Regions from separate parts of the Mus musculus genome. Here region 2 is linked to region 1. Evidence: chromatin contacts called from public promoter capture Hi-C data. All regions are on one chromosome and are shown on one strand. Each heading gives the region's core, a stretch centred on a gene start, on an enhancer-like site or on the middle of the called end of the contact. The rest is flanking DNA. Distances are from core to core; before and after follow the strand shown.

Region 1 (7,148 bases), core at 2,375-4,874:
GGCAGGCATATTACACAGACTGGTTCCTGATAAAATCACAGAGAATGGACTGTTGTGTTCTGTTCATAAGATCAGAAGGCTGCAGAGAAATGACTTGGTCTGTAACGGATGGTTTGTGCTGGCCATGTCTGAGAGTTGGTATAGGGAAGCACAAGTAAAGCAGGCATCCGGGCAGACATGAGTGGAGGGTAGTAAGGACCATTCAGCTTCCTCCTGATTTCAGAGATAGACAATTAGATTTTATGATTGCTTGAATGAGAAAATTAAAGTAATAGGAGACTCAAGACAGTTCCACAATGGAGAAAGAACTTGTTGGATGGGAAATGATCAGTTCGTATTTTAAGGGTGAATAGTATCCTGAATAGACAGTTGTACATGAGAGTCAGTTGTAGAAACAAACACCTGTTATTCCAGCAGTTGGGAAGCAGAGACAGGAGTTCAACAGTCCAACTCAGTCTATACTACACAGCAGATTTCAAGGTAACCCGAGCTGCTTGGCAAGACCCTCTCTCAAAATTCAAATCAAAGCAAAACAGTAGTTAAGGTAGGAATTCAGAGGATAAGTCTAAGCTAGAATTCGCATCTTTGGTAGAATGAATATGTTTAGAAAACTAAATTAATCTTCAGAGGACTCTCTAGTGAGTATGTATAGAGAATGTGAGTGTCTATTTTAACTGCTATAACAAATTGCCACTCAGTGTCTTAAGATGAGAAATTTACTATCTTACAGTTTAGGGCCCCCCAAAATACAGAGGTAGAAAACACATGGAGTAACAGTGGTAGATGTTACAAGTGGTATAAGAACTAGGAAGGCCCTCCTCCCATGTAGTTTGAACATGGACTTGTGAAAAGTCCACTTGGTCTTAGAGTCTAGCAGTCCTCAGACTGTCCTCTCGGCCTTCCGAGTCATTCCTTTTGCCTGAAGGAATGCAGTCCTCACCTCTCCTTTATCAACACTTTGATTTCCCTGAACTGAAGAGGCCTGGCTGCAGTCCTGTGATCTTGTCTTATTTGGGGCTGCTCCTCAGTTGCTGTCGCTGTTTCTTTGTAACCACTCTCACCTTTGGGACTTGGCTTAACTGCTTATTTAAAAAAAAAAAAAATTAGTCCAAATTTTGTCTACCACTTCCTTAATTATTTATCACCAATACAGCAGATCCACATTCTTATATGAAAAAAGACAATGTTTAGGTGTCTGTGTTGCAATGCATGTAGAGTCTAAACCAGGTGTTTGTGTTTCTAGTAAATTTGCAACAGAATTCAAAAACTCAGCCTAGCTAGAAAGCCATTTCTCCAGCCGTTTGCAACCTTTATATCATTTGCTGCCTTTCCCGGAAACATACTGTATTTAACATGTATGCATTTTAATAGTTTTATAAAAAATATAATTCCACACATTGAAAGTATAAGTCTGTTACTTGTATGGTTCATTCAGATATGGGCATCCATTATCACTATCAACTTTAGAACATTTGCCACCCCCAGCCCTGCCCCACGCCCTGCCAGTCCCCTCTGTTACTCCCAGACTTCTTCAGCCCCACTCCACTTCTCACACCCTTTGAAGGCAATGGAAGCTTATGTATGTCCTAGTGCAAACGTGTGCTTACCTATCCTGGACATGCCCTAGGGATGGACTGCGCTCATTTATGTAGAACCTTCAAGGTTTATTAATGGCATAGTATGTGCTCCTTTTATGGCTAACTAACATTCCAGTCTATAAATATATCATTTGTTTATCTGTTGATCAATTGATAGACATTTGTATTTCTATCTATTAACTGTTATGGGTAACACTGGTATGAACAATTTTAGATGTGTTTTTGTTTGGACATTCATTTGTTTTCATTTTTCCTTTGCTATATTCCTGGGAATAAAGTTGTTGAGTTATGGAGTAGTGCTGAGTGTAACACTTTAAGAAGGCTTACTCCAGGTCATCTTATAAAGGGACTACATGTTTTCTGTTCCCATTAGCAGTGTGAAGGTCCTGTTTCCCTAATACCCTGTAAGATTTGCTGTTACCTGTCATCTTGATTTAAATTATACAAAAGAGTAGGATTTGGTTTCTCATTGTGGTTTTGATATGTGTCTCCAATGGTGTTTGTATACTTACTGTTCATTTGCATATTTATTTGGAGAAATTAAATTGCTTGTCCGCTTCTTTAAAATGTTTATTCTCTCTCTTCTCTTCTCTCTCTCTCTCTCTCTCTCTCTCCCTCTCTCTCTCTCTCTCTCTCTCTCTCTCTCTCTCTCTCTCTTCTGTGTGTGTGTGTGTGTGGTGTGTGTGTGTGTGTGTGTGTGTATGTGTGTGTGTGTGTGTGTGTGTGTAGGAAGGGAGGTGTATGTACCCACAAAATCCAGAAGAGGGTGTCAGGTGCCCTAGATCTGCCGTTACAGGCAGTGGTGAGGCACAGCACATGGGGCATTGAACTGAACTCGGCATCTGGAAGAGCAATGAGTGCTCTTAATTACTAAGCCATCTCTCCAGCCTCATCCTGTAGCCAGTATTTGGCTACTTTTCAGGTTCTTCTTTTTTCCACCCTTCTCTACCCTTTCAACTTCCTAACACTAGATAGGGGAGAGAAAAGGATGGAGAGGAAAGGGGCAACTTATCTTTAAACTACGTACTGCTGATTTGGAGTGTTGAGTTCTTGGAGATATTTAATCTTTTCCATCCGTATATTTAATTTCTTCTTCTTCTTTCTTCATTGCACACTTAACAAACTTCTAACAACAACAACCAACCAACCCCATTGTTGAATCTACCCTACCTCTCAAGACCCTAGCATTTACATACCTTTTGAAAAAGTCCCCAGAATTCCAAACATCACACAGTCACAGAAACTATCAGCCCCCGGCAAAATCCTGCTAAAGCGCCAAGAAGCCATAGAGTGCTGCTGTGCACAGCTGAGGGCCCATATCTCATACCTGGGATTTAAAGGAAAGCATATTCCCACACTATCTCTGTGGGGTTTCGTTTTGTTTTGTTTTAAGGAAACCAAAACTCGAATTTTAAAATTAGGTTTAAACTCTAATGGTTTGATCTTTCTTTGTGTGCTTTTGGTGCCAATGGCGAGATTCTATTGTCACAGAAGTTTATACTCATGCTTTGTGCTGTTGCTTAAACTTGGGCATCTGTCTTTGTATATGATATGAAGTCAGCATCAAATTTTATTCTTCTCCATGTTGTTTAGAGCCAGTTGCCTCAGAACCATTTATTGAAAAAACTAGTCCTTCTCCCTTGAGTAAGCTTAGGACCTTCTCAAATCAATTGACCACACCTATATTTTTCTCCAGGCAGTCTGGTTTGTTCCACTGGCTTGTACTGTCTTAGTTATTCTAACTCTGTAGAAAGTTTTTAAATTGAGTAGTATTATATCTTCTAGTTTTGTTCTTTAAAAATATTGTTTTACTGGATTTTCTTTAAATCATTTTTGAGAATTTTGGTTACAAAAATTATCATTTTAACAATTTGCACACATTCAGTTCAGTTGTATTGAATATGTTTGTGTTTATTTCTTACAAATCTGAAACTGTTTGCCCATTAAACAACTCTCCCTTCCTCAGTCCAGCACCTGGCAACTGCCATTCTGTTTTCAGCGTCTCCGAGTTTCCCTCTCAGACACCTCATGCACATGTAACCACGAAGTAGTTCCTGTTGTTGGTCTGTAGATCAGGATGGGCACATGACTGATCTCAACCCATGGACCTGTTTTGCTCTCCTATGCAGTTTGTTTTTCTTTGATATGTTTTCAGTAATGCTTTTTAGTTTTCAGAGTAGAAATTTCATACTTGCTTTGTTAAGCTTATTACTGTATGCCTTACTGATTTTGATACTGTTATTAAATTTATTAAATAGAATTGTTTTTCTCAGTTTTATTCATTGCCACTGTGTAGAAACATAGTTTGCTATATTGAACTCTGAAACCCTTAAAACTCATCTGTTGTTTGAATACTATTGGTTGCTTTCTTAGGATTTTCTATATATAAGATCCTGTAACCCACTTGGGGAGATAGTTTCTTACCGCATCATAATTCAGCATGTGTGCATTGAGGTGTATGCTGCACATTGGGATTATAGACAAAAGGCACAAACTGTGCTTTTATGACATCTGCAGTCAAGGACAGATTCTTCAACCAATACTAACAATTCAGCATTGTAAGCTGTCTTTGAGAGACACGTGCTATGCTACAATACCGCAGAGAAGGATGCTAAGGAAAAATCCCACATAGGAGTTTGCATAGAGTTCTAGATCATTTTGTCAATAAGTAGCCATGGTTATGATAATTTGACATTTCAAAGCCAAACTGACCTTGGATATTTAAAAATTATTCTGTAGTATGAACTTTAGCTTTAAGATTTTTAAAGTCTATCACAGTTTAAGGAAATGTGTATTAACAGTGAAGCAACATGTTGAAGTTTTAGAGTATATGCAGATGTTTGATTATGCAGTAAACCTTTTGCTGTAAAAGCGTATGATCACATTTGGAAAATTGCTATTGCATGTCTTGGCAGTTTGTTAAGAGCTGAAAACTTTTTAAACTAACTGGTGTTTTGATAGATTAAGTTCAAGGCCACCTTTTTGTTTAAATGATGTTTTGTTTTCTGTAATTAGACCATGCTAGGTAAATTAAGTATGTAATTAAAAACAGAAGGTTTGGCTAATTCTGAATAAATGAGTACAAAATACAAGGTCATTATCCATCTCTAGTGAGGTTCCAGATGAACAGTACACATGGAACTGTTTATAAAACATTTTGCATGGTCAGAGCCCTTAGGTTGCTGTCCATAGCTTTTAAATTAAGTATTCACAGACTTGCAAAAATATACCTGTAGTGCTCATCTGAATGAAAACCAAAAAGATTAGAATCTAATCTTCTATCTCAAATAAAAGGTAAAAACGTATTCCTCTTGATTCAAAACTGAATGTTTAATGTGTTTCTTGGCACAGTGGCTCCACAGTGAAGAGCTCAGAGCCTCGGAGAATTCTGACTCTCAGTTGTCTTCATTTCCATACAGCCTAGAGCTATGCAACTACAACCTCTTGGTTTAATCTTTTTCTTACATGCTTAGTCACAGTGGATGCCATGGGATAGACATTTCTTCTGAGTATCTTATTTGGAGCACTTTTTATTCTTTCTATGTGGCACTTTTAGAAAACAGGTGTCTAGGTTAGTGGCTGGATTTTACTCCGTGTCTGAGAGCTTAACCTTAAACTTCTTTTGGACGCCCCATCACAGTTTGGCTCCTGATGTTACTGCAGATGTGTCTGCCTTCTTCTGAATTGTGTGCACTGCCTCTCCAGCCGCACTGCCCTGCTGTCATCTGCCTGACGATTGCCAGCCAGCCTCCTAGATACCATTTAATGCTTGTTGTCTTCCCAGTGTCCCCCTTCCCTATAAAATGTTAGCTCCTTCAATACCAGTTTCATTATTCTGCTTTCAGGCTTTCATTACACACTTTAGGAATCCTTTCTCTAACACCTAAAACATTTTAAATACCTCCAAGACAGAGACCATGATGGTTCACTTAGCCCTCTCACCTAACACTGAGATGGTTTCTGACAATTGCCCAAACAGCACTTACTCCATCAAGAATTGTTGGTTAATCCCATATACAACCACCAAACCCAGACACTATAGCATATGCCAGGAAGATTTTGCTGACAAGACCCTGATATAGCTATCTCTTGTGAGGCTATGCCAATGCCTGGCAAATATAGAAGTGGATGCTCACAGTCAGCTATTGGATGGAACACAGGGCCCCTAAAGAAGGAGATAGAGAAAGTAACCAAGGAACTAAAGGGGTCGGCAACCCTATAGAAGGATCAACAATATGAACTAACCAGTACCCCCGGAGCTCATGTCTCTAGTTGCATAGGTAGCAGAGGATGGCCTAGTCAGCCATCAATGGGAGGAGAAACCCTTGGCCTTGTGAAGAATATGCTCCAGTACAGAGGAATGCCAGGGCCAGGAAGTGGGAGTGGATGGGTTGGGGAACAGGGCAGTGGGAGGGTATAGAGGACTTTTGGGATAACATTTGAAATGTAAATGAAGAAAATATCTAAAAAAAGAAAAAAAGAAAAAAAAGAATTTGTTGGTTAAATGAGATGGATATTTTCATTTAAGTAGCAGTTAAATCAAAAGCAGTGCAATATATTAAAACAGACACCTTGTATTTTATTGTACTAGGCAATAATAATTCTGTAATCTCATTTTAAAATTGTTTAGCAGACCTTTTTTTCTGGGTGTATGTTTTTTTTTGTTTGTTTTTTTGTTTTTTTTGGGGGGGAGGGTGTATGTTTTTATACACCTTTTAGATAAGAAAATGTTTGATGGCTGCTGATCTAGGATACATTATTGAACTTCCTAATTTGAGCTAGTCATCGGTGCACTCAGACAGCCAGTCACGATGCAGTAGGGTAACTGCCAGGTAGAAGAGTCATCAAAGCTCTATAAGGAATGACAGACGCCTCCCTGAGAAAATGGTCCTATTAGAGAAGTTGGTGTTGAAGCAGATTTCTCAGAGTGAGTAACCGTGTACCAGACGGACAAGTGAGGAGGTGCTCAGGATGCAGAGGCCCAAGCTGGGAGAGGCACGGGATGGAGCTGGAAGTGCTGGGGGGAGGCCGTGCCTCTCTGCCCTATGAAGAATTCGAGTGTTTAGATGTAGACAGTTGATTAATTGAAGAATTACAGTGAGATGCTTATCACTACAAACTTAATGACAAGAAGGTGGGATTAGAAGTAGAGAAGTCTGTCACATGGGTGAGTCTGTCACAGTTCTGTGTACTCGAAGTCATGAGTGACGGCAGTGGAACCAGTGGGAAGGGGTGGGTTGGAGAGAATCTCTAGTCCTCCCATGATGGGAATTAAGGATGAGGAAAGATTGTCATGTGATTCCCAGGTGCTTTCCTTGAATAAGATGGGGAGCAGGGAGAGGAGGAGGTCTGAGGCGTTCCAGTAAAGGACACTGACTTTTTCCCGTGGAGTGTGATGAAGCAGTTCTGTGTATCTGGGTCCCATCAGACCTTCAGAGAAGCTACTCCTTACACAAACCCTGAATTGACCTCTCCAGAGCAATCTGTCTGAGCTAGAAGTTGGGAATTGCAGCTTATTTTTGAGCTGGTTGAATGATGACTGTGGTGGAA
Region 2 (7,148 bases), core at 3,015-5,514, 1.0 Mb before region 1:
CTGTAGCTGTCTTCAGATACTCCAGAAGAGGGCATCAGATTTCATTAGGGATGGTTGTGAGCCACCATGTGGTTGCTGGGATTTGAACTTGGGACCTTCAGAAGAGCACTTGGCGCTCTTAACCACTGAGCCATCTCACCAGCCCCCAGGATTACTTTTTAAGACAAATAATAAAATAATTGATTTTTTTTACCAGTAAGAGAATTGGCTGAGAAAAAAAATCTTGCCTGCTTATGTTTTATTAATATATAACAAGTTGCTTAAACATGAATGTATGTGGGTTCTTAGGAATAAATTGTCTTTCACTTGTATTACCTTAAACATTCAGTCATGTAAAGGTTTTAGGAAACATGATGTTTTTATTCATTTAGGGAACTCAATGTATTCGATAACTTAAAGAAAAATAGAATGTAGCCCCATTGTACATTTTTGTACTGCTTGAGAGGTTTTGATGGGGGCAAATAAGCTATGGGAGGAAAGAAAAGTTTGTTGGAATTGTGCTTTGCAAGACCCCGACCCTTGGTCAGTGGTACTCCGAGATGATCCTCCCTCCCCAGCCCCCCCAGACACCGAGAGGCAGATCACTGCAAAAGCAAGAGGTTTATTTTCCAGCACATCTGGGTCGGCCTTCAATTAGTCCCTCTAGTCTAAACTCTACCTGGCACTTTTCAGAGGGTCAGGTGACACTCTGAGAATTTTTTTTTTTACTCAAGAATGTTCCTGTGGGTGGAAAATGGAACTTGGCCTGGCCTTGACCTGAGGTGGGTGGGTGTAAGTCTGGCGAAAGCCCCTAGGGCAAGATGGGCAAAACCCTAGCCAAACTTACCAAAAGGAGGAAAGAGAAGACCTAAATTAATAAAAATAAAAGAGGGGGTTACTACAAGTTCCGATGAAGTCCATGGATTACTAGGGACTTTTTGAAAGCATAGTCTAAAAACCTGGAAGATTTAGAAGAGATTAATAGAGTTTTAGACACAAATGATCTACTGATTTTAAAACTAGAGGCTTTGATCAGCGTAGACAGATCCACAGCTGAGGTGAAGGCCGTAATAAAGATCTGCCAACAAGACCCAGGGTAGGCAGTTTATACAAAAGATCCGAAGAGCAGTTAACATCAATGCTCCTGAAATTGTTCCATGAAGTAGAAGAGAACAAACACCTTAGAACTCGTTCCACAAGCCAGCACTATCCTGATTCCAAATCAAGTAAGATACTGCTAGCTATAACACACAGGCAGAGGTGAGCTGCTCTCATGCTATGTGCTAGTTCCAAAATGGCAGTGCTGGTGACAGTGCCATACACAGTAGGACATTGGCTGGGTAAACAGGTGCCTAAATGTGGGATTTTGTTTACCAGGAACCTCCTTTAATTCTACCCTCCTTTAATTCTTTAATTAGTTGGCAAAAGCATCTAATACCAGTCCAATTTGAACAGCCTGTATTGTAAATGTCTCTTTTATTTCTTCTGATAAAGGAATGAGAGGAGAGCTTACCCAAGCTGTGCTAATACACGGCTTGGGCTGAGCCCAGAGTTTCTTTCTTTCTTCAAACTATCCCTAGGCCTATGTCTGAAAGCTTGTAGTCTCGGTTCTATCTAGTCCTCCAATCTGACTGATTCAATCTGGCTTCTGCCTGAATTGCTCATCTTGGCCTCAAACTAACTTTGGAAATATGTTCTAATCTTCGGCTCCTTCTTATTCCCTGGCTTGTTCTGCTTTCACCTGTGACTAGTTTGTTTTCTTCACCCTGTTTCTGTAAAACACGCACCCTTCTTCACTCTCTGGTGGCTTGTGCCCTCCCGCTAATCTTGAGCTGGTTGATTCAGACCTTCTTTTTGCCACAGCCAGCTAGCCTACCTAGGGTGGAGTCTTCCAACCTAGGTAAAGTCTATTGTATGCCACATCTGCAGCTTCCTGCAAGAAGCTACCTGCTGAGCAGCCTGAGCTTGTGGTCCTAGCCAGATCCTTGACAAAGCATCAAGATCCTAGCACGGTGGGGGATGGGTTTCCTCCCTTTTAAAGTTCAGACTCAAAAGCAAACATTGGGCCTTGATCAGAAACTTGCCTTGGTCTCATTATTCTTTTGCCTTCCATCCCATACAGCCCCACCTTTCTTTCAGGAACCCAGTTCTCAGTAGCCACTGGTGGCTACAGCAGCTCTTAAGTAGCCTCTTTTTCCTGAGCTGCTCTCCAGTCTTTGACTCATTCTGTCAAATCTTTCTCTGAGTTGGCACTTTGTCTGCCCTTCAATTAGACTTCACTTTCAAACATGGCTGCTTCCTTCTACAAATGATCTGAGACTAGATCTTTTGGGTTCAGACTCCATCTTAGAGAACCTAAGCTAAGGTTGAACTCAAATTAACTAACAGGCCAGTACCTAGCATCAGTTTCCAGATTACACTCAACAACAAGATCTTCCACTAACACCAGTTTCCAGGTTCCTGCCCCTGACACTTCACTTCCTAACAACCACTGATCCGGAGGAAAGCAGAAGTTACGTTTGTGGTTTGGCTCTGAACAATTATGTTAAAGGCCATAATGGCCCCCTAGCCAGGTGTGTACCAAGCTAGATAAACCCCCCCCCTTTTGCCTCTATAAATGCTTGCCTGAAACTGGGCTTTGGGCCCCCTCCCATTCTCCTGCATCAGAGAAGGTGGTATGTATAGCCCAAGCTCAAGCTTGAATAAAGGGACCTTAATGTAATTGCATCGGAATCAGCTCCTTGGTGGTCTTTTGGGGGTTCATGAATGATTCCTGGCACAGCAGAACCTTACCTTCATTGTTAGGGACTAAAGGTGTTCACTAAGGGCGAGTCTGTTTTTTTCCAGCCAAATCATACTGTAATCTAGGGTGTCTACATTTGGCTGGATCATATACGTCTCAGTCTCCTTGTTGCTGGATTAAAATTCCCCTACATTGTATCAGTTCAAAGAACGCTCAGACTGTTCACTGTCATATAAAATCTGCTTGAAGGCTAAAGTTGTATTCTAAGTTTAAATTACTGGGCTTAAGAGATCTATCAATCAAACATGCCTCTAACCTGTAAGCCTCACTTGCCCAAGGGCAGATAATCTCTGGAGTGCTGGGGGCTGTTACTTATGTAAGATAGTGAACTATGGTGTTTTCTCTTCTGTAAACAACCTCACTTGCCCCAACTTTACAGGATAAGCTTGATCACACACAGGTGGAGGTAGGCTGGAGGTTCATAAGGAAATACATTGGGATCTAAGCGTGCCCCTGATTGGACGAAGGTGGGAAGTACTGACCCTTTGGGGGTTGCCTTTATAAGCCTCTGACTGAGTTGTAATGTGGCGATGTATTTTGGGATTCCTAGGTATGCACCTGACAGTGTCCACTGAACTGGCCAATGCTTAATAAAGCTTGTTTTAAATTTGGTTCAAAACTTACAGTAGCCGTTTTCACTATTCTCACCGGGTGGGATTAACCGTAGCCCTGGTACTCTGATCCCGTGAACCTTTCTTTGTAACCATGGGTTCAGTTCAGTGGTTTCACACCTTCAGTTATTCTCCATATAGTGTGATGGTGCATGTGTCACTGCTCAAGCAGGGTTCCTAAGCCCTCTCAAACCCTGCATATATATAAAGTAGGCTTACTCAGCTGACTTAAGTAACACCTGTGAATCTAGTTGATGTCACTGAAGTAAGATAAACGTCCCAAGGCACGAAAAGTCATCTTTAGTCGGCTTTCCAAAAACATCCCTGTTGTTCCCGTTCACACGTTATTTTTTATTAAGAACCCGACACAAATACCCATTACGATTTGTTAAGCAGATCATTGAGTCTGGCAGTGGAGTGGGATCACATCTCTAGTTTGTTCCACAGCATCGGTTCTAAAATTACATGTTAAACTCTGAAATTGGCCTTTCTCGCTCTTTGCCAAAAACCAAGCGTTTATTGTGCCGAGGTAGTTGTAATGAAAATGCTTATTCATGTGGTTTGGGCAATCCTTTGACACAAATGTCATGTCCCCCAAGATATGCCTTTTCTCAAGGTTGGGCATTTAGAAAAAAAAAGCTCTCAGATGATGTAGTGCCTTTATAGAGTATATTATTTTTTCCCCACATGTGAAATATATACGAATTCCTTAATAAGTTCACAACACCGGACAAGATTAATATTTGTAATTTACTGAAGAAACCTTTGTAGGTAGTCAGGACTCGTTTTCAAGGTCCTGTTTAGGGAAAAAAAAAAAAAAAAAAGACATAGTGTAACTGGCATAAATTTCAGCTGTGACCGGCTGGATGCGCGCTTGAATACTTTTGGACTCCTTAGGCCACCGTCGCCGGGTCCTCCATCGACTCTTGCGCATGCGTGCTGCTGGAAGGCTCTCCGTTTCTCCGAGAACCGGGAAGGACGTTGGTGTAGAGGTGAGAATGGTGGAGAGAGAGAGGAGATTCTGGGGTTTGACAACTGCGGGTTTCTCGGCTTCTCGTGGGGGCGGCGAACTAGGATGTCTTGCACGTCACAGCCCAGTGGAGCCTCGGGCCTGCCTTCCTCGTGGGCGCGTTGCCCCCGCCGCGTCCTCAGGAGGCTGCGGGCCTGACCGGCCTGAACTCGGGCGGCCCCGCCATCTCCCCGCGTGCGCTCTTAGGGCTCCGGAGGAGCTCTGCGGAGCCTCAGGGTCTCGCTGGTGGCCGGCCGGGCCCGTTTCCCCTTGTATTTTGCCGCGGCCAGGTTGACCTTGATTGGGTCGTTTGACCTGCGGGGGCTGGTGCTCCAGTTGGATAAGGGGTGCGACCTTGGAGGGGACTCAGGCACCGAGGGGCCCCGGTGGTCGGCCTGGTGTGGGAGTAGAATTGGGAAGCTGGAGGGTCCCCGATCTGTCGCGCCTGCTCCACCGGCCCTCGGGGCGCTTGCTGGGCTCTAGTCCCACAGCTTCAGTGACCTGAGTTCTCCCCGAAGGCTTTTCTTCCTAAGGGTGAATTCTGAAAAGGCAACAGCTAGGTCGCATCTGCCTTTCTGTGGATGGGGGACACTTTTGTCATGGTTTTTGCTCATCGGTTTGTTGCTGGTTACCGCCTTGTTGCGGGTAGTGGAAATGCGTAGGAGAGGAGCGGGCAAAGATGAAGTTGCCAAAGTCATTGACCTTGCAGGAGGGGTTAGGCCGCGATTGTAGATACTAAACTACGTTGTGCATGTAGAGTTCATTCAATCACTTAACCTGTTACAAGCCTTTTTTTTTTCCCCTCCTTGTTTTACTCGCAAAGGACATTGGCTACCATGAGTTCCGGTGCGCTGTTGCCCAAACCACAGATGCGTGGTCTTCTGGCCAAGCGTCTGCGGGTTCATATTGCTGGCGCATTCATTGTGGCCCTGGGAGTTGCCGCTGCCTATAAGGTATGTGCTTTAGGTCACAAGCTGTTCGTTTAAAACATTATTTTTTAAACCTAGTTAAGAGCTGTTTAAAAAAGAAACTCTATCTTCAAGATATTTCCCTCATTTACCTTCCAAAGGCTTCAACGTAACAGAAACCCTATCTTCAAATGAAAATGCGCCACAGTCATTACAGGTTCCCTCTTCCCAGGTATCAAGGTAAAGCTGACAACCAAGAAATCTGATGTTATAATTTACTCTAAGTCTGGAGATCTGAGCACCAAGGGAATGTTGGTATACTACCCAATACAGAAGCCTTGAGGGGAAAGTGTTAGCAGTTTTAACTGCTTATCCCAGTGTCCTGGTACAAGTCCCAGGGTTGGAAGTCTAGGAGGTTTGGTGTCTGTTGGGAAAAGAAGATGGGTGTACCTAGCTCAAGAAGATTGAAAATGTGTCTTGGGGTTAACCTTTTTTTATTTGGTCCTTTTATGCATTGGGTGACCTGTTTACACTCTGAAGTGGATCACTGTTGGCCAAGTTTCTTCCAAAACCAGCCTCATAAAACTCTAGCTGTCTGAACATCATTTAGCCCTGTCATGTAGATGCTAACTTAACTATTATATATAGTGTGGGCTTCAACAGACTTTAGAGAGTGGCACTGAGGAACCTCCCTTTGGTTCTTTTATTGGATGACATTGGGATTTGAAAAGGAGGAGGAACAGTAAATTTACTTCTGTGTTGCTTCATTAGATAGCAGGATTCTGTGCATTTCTGTAGCCCCTCACCTGTGGACTAGTACGCACAGGTGTACTGTGTTCTGTGCACGATGAGTGAACCTGGGAAGATGAGCTAAACCGTGTTTTATATTCCAGACGTGGATTTGGATCACCAAATGCCAGCCGTAGCTGTGGCTATTGCTTAACCTTTGATCTATTGCTTTAACTCCACCTGGTCTCTCAAATACCATTCCTTCCCTCTGTGCTGACCATTCTGTATGTAAGACACAGCCACATGAACATAGCTCTTCCTGATCTTTTTCTTTGTGTTAGCAGTTTTATTAATAAAGGCCTTCCTTTCAAGTAATCAGCCATCATTTTGGATTCCATTCCCTAATTTGCAAAATGACTCAGTTCTTGTTTAAGTGTAAATTCCCTATAACTTTCTGGCATTTTCTTATATCTTTTAAATTTGCTTTAAACTTCTTTAAAATTCACAGTCTGCTTAAGTTGAGCCGGGATATGTTACCATGTTAACATTTCGACTGGCAATATTTATGGTTTGCTAGAAGGAAGGCTATTAGTTTATTTTGTACTATCTTTAACTTTTTGGGGGGGACGACGACGGCAGGGTTTCTTATGTTCTCTTCAAACACACCAGAAGAGGGCATCAGATCTCATTACTGATGGTTGTGAGCCACCATGTGGTTACTGGGAATTGAACTCAGGACCTCTGGAAGAAGAGTTAGTGCTCTTAACCACTGAGCCATCTCTCCAGCCCCAACTTAACACTCTTTCTACCAAACACATACACAAATGTGGACTACAACCCTACCCCAGAATAGGGTTGTCTGTCTCTAGGGTAGTAGGGAGCTTTTTGCTGTATAGTTGCCACAAGACTCTTCCTTTCATGGTGTCCCCCCTCCTTGTCTAGGAAATAAGAGGGCTCAGTAAAGACTGAGTACAAGTATCTTCTTAGTTTATTTTGTTTTTATGCATTTCTAATAATCTGAAAAGAAAGTTCTGTAACGGGCTATGCTACCTTTTAGTTTGGCGTGGCTGAGCCAAGAAAGAAGGCGTATGCAGAATTCTACAGAAATT

Evidence for each region. Promoter capture Hi-C pulls out the DNA fragments that hold promoters and counts their contacts.
Region 2: a contact with region 1 is called in a promoter capture Hi-C map of pre-B cells, with 3 times the contacts expected there. The contact joins the promoter of Cox6c here to the enhancer-like site in region 1. A contact is called at or near these places in 12 of 39 promoter capture datasets (the 3T3-L1 cell line, 3T3-L1-derived adipocytes, the C10 cell line and 8 more), 2 of 115 datasets of contacts at active chromatin or transcription factors (astrocytes and large pre-B cells) and 2 of 9 other capture datasets (adipose tissue and liver).

What each region holds. Positions count from the first base shown.
Region 1 is chr15:34,912,432-34,919,579 of GRCm38.p6, reverse strand. All of the region lies in intron 10 of Stk3 (serine/threonine kinase 3), which reads left to right. It overlaps Gm52204 (a long non-coding RNA gene), which reads right to left. Exons shown (of 3, transcript XR_003951603.1): 2 at 941-1,082. Among named protein-coding and RNA genes, the nearest start is that of Gm52204, 5.7 kb to the right of the region's middle. Within about 2 kb of position 3,624, at least 16 of the 459 cell types and tissues checked have an H3K27ac peak or open chromatin away from gene starts, as enhancers often do. A contact at or near this core is called in pre-B cells, where this site is marked.
Region 2 is chr15:35,935,362-35,942,509 of GRCm38.p6, reverse strand. It overlaps Cox6c (cytochrome c oxidase subunit 6C), which reads left to right and starts at 4,264. Exons shown (of 4, transcript NM_053071.2): 1 at 4,264-4,385; 2 at 5,226-5,355; 3 at 7,097-7,148. The coding sequence starts at 5,239.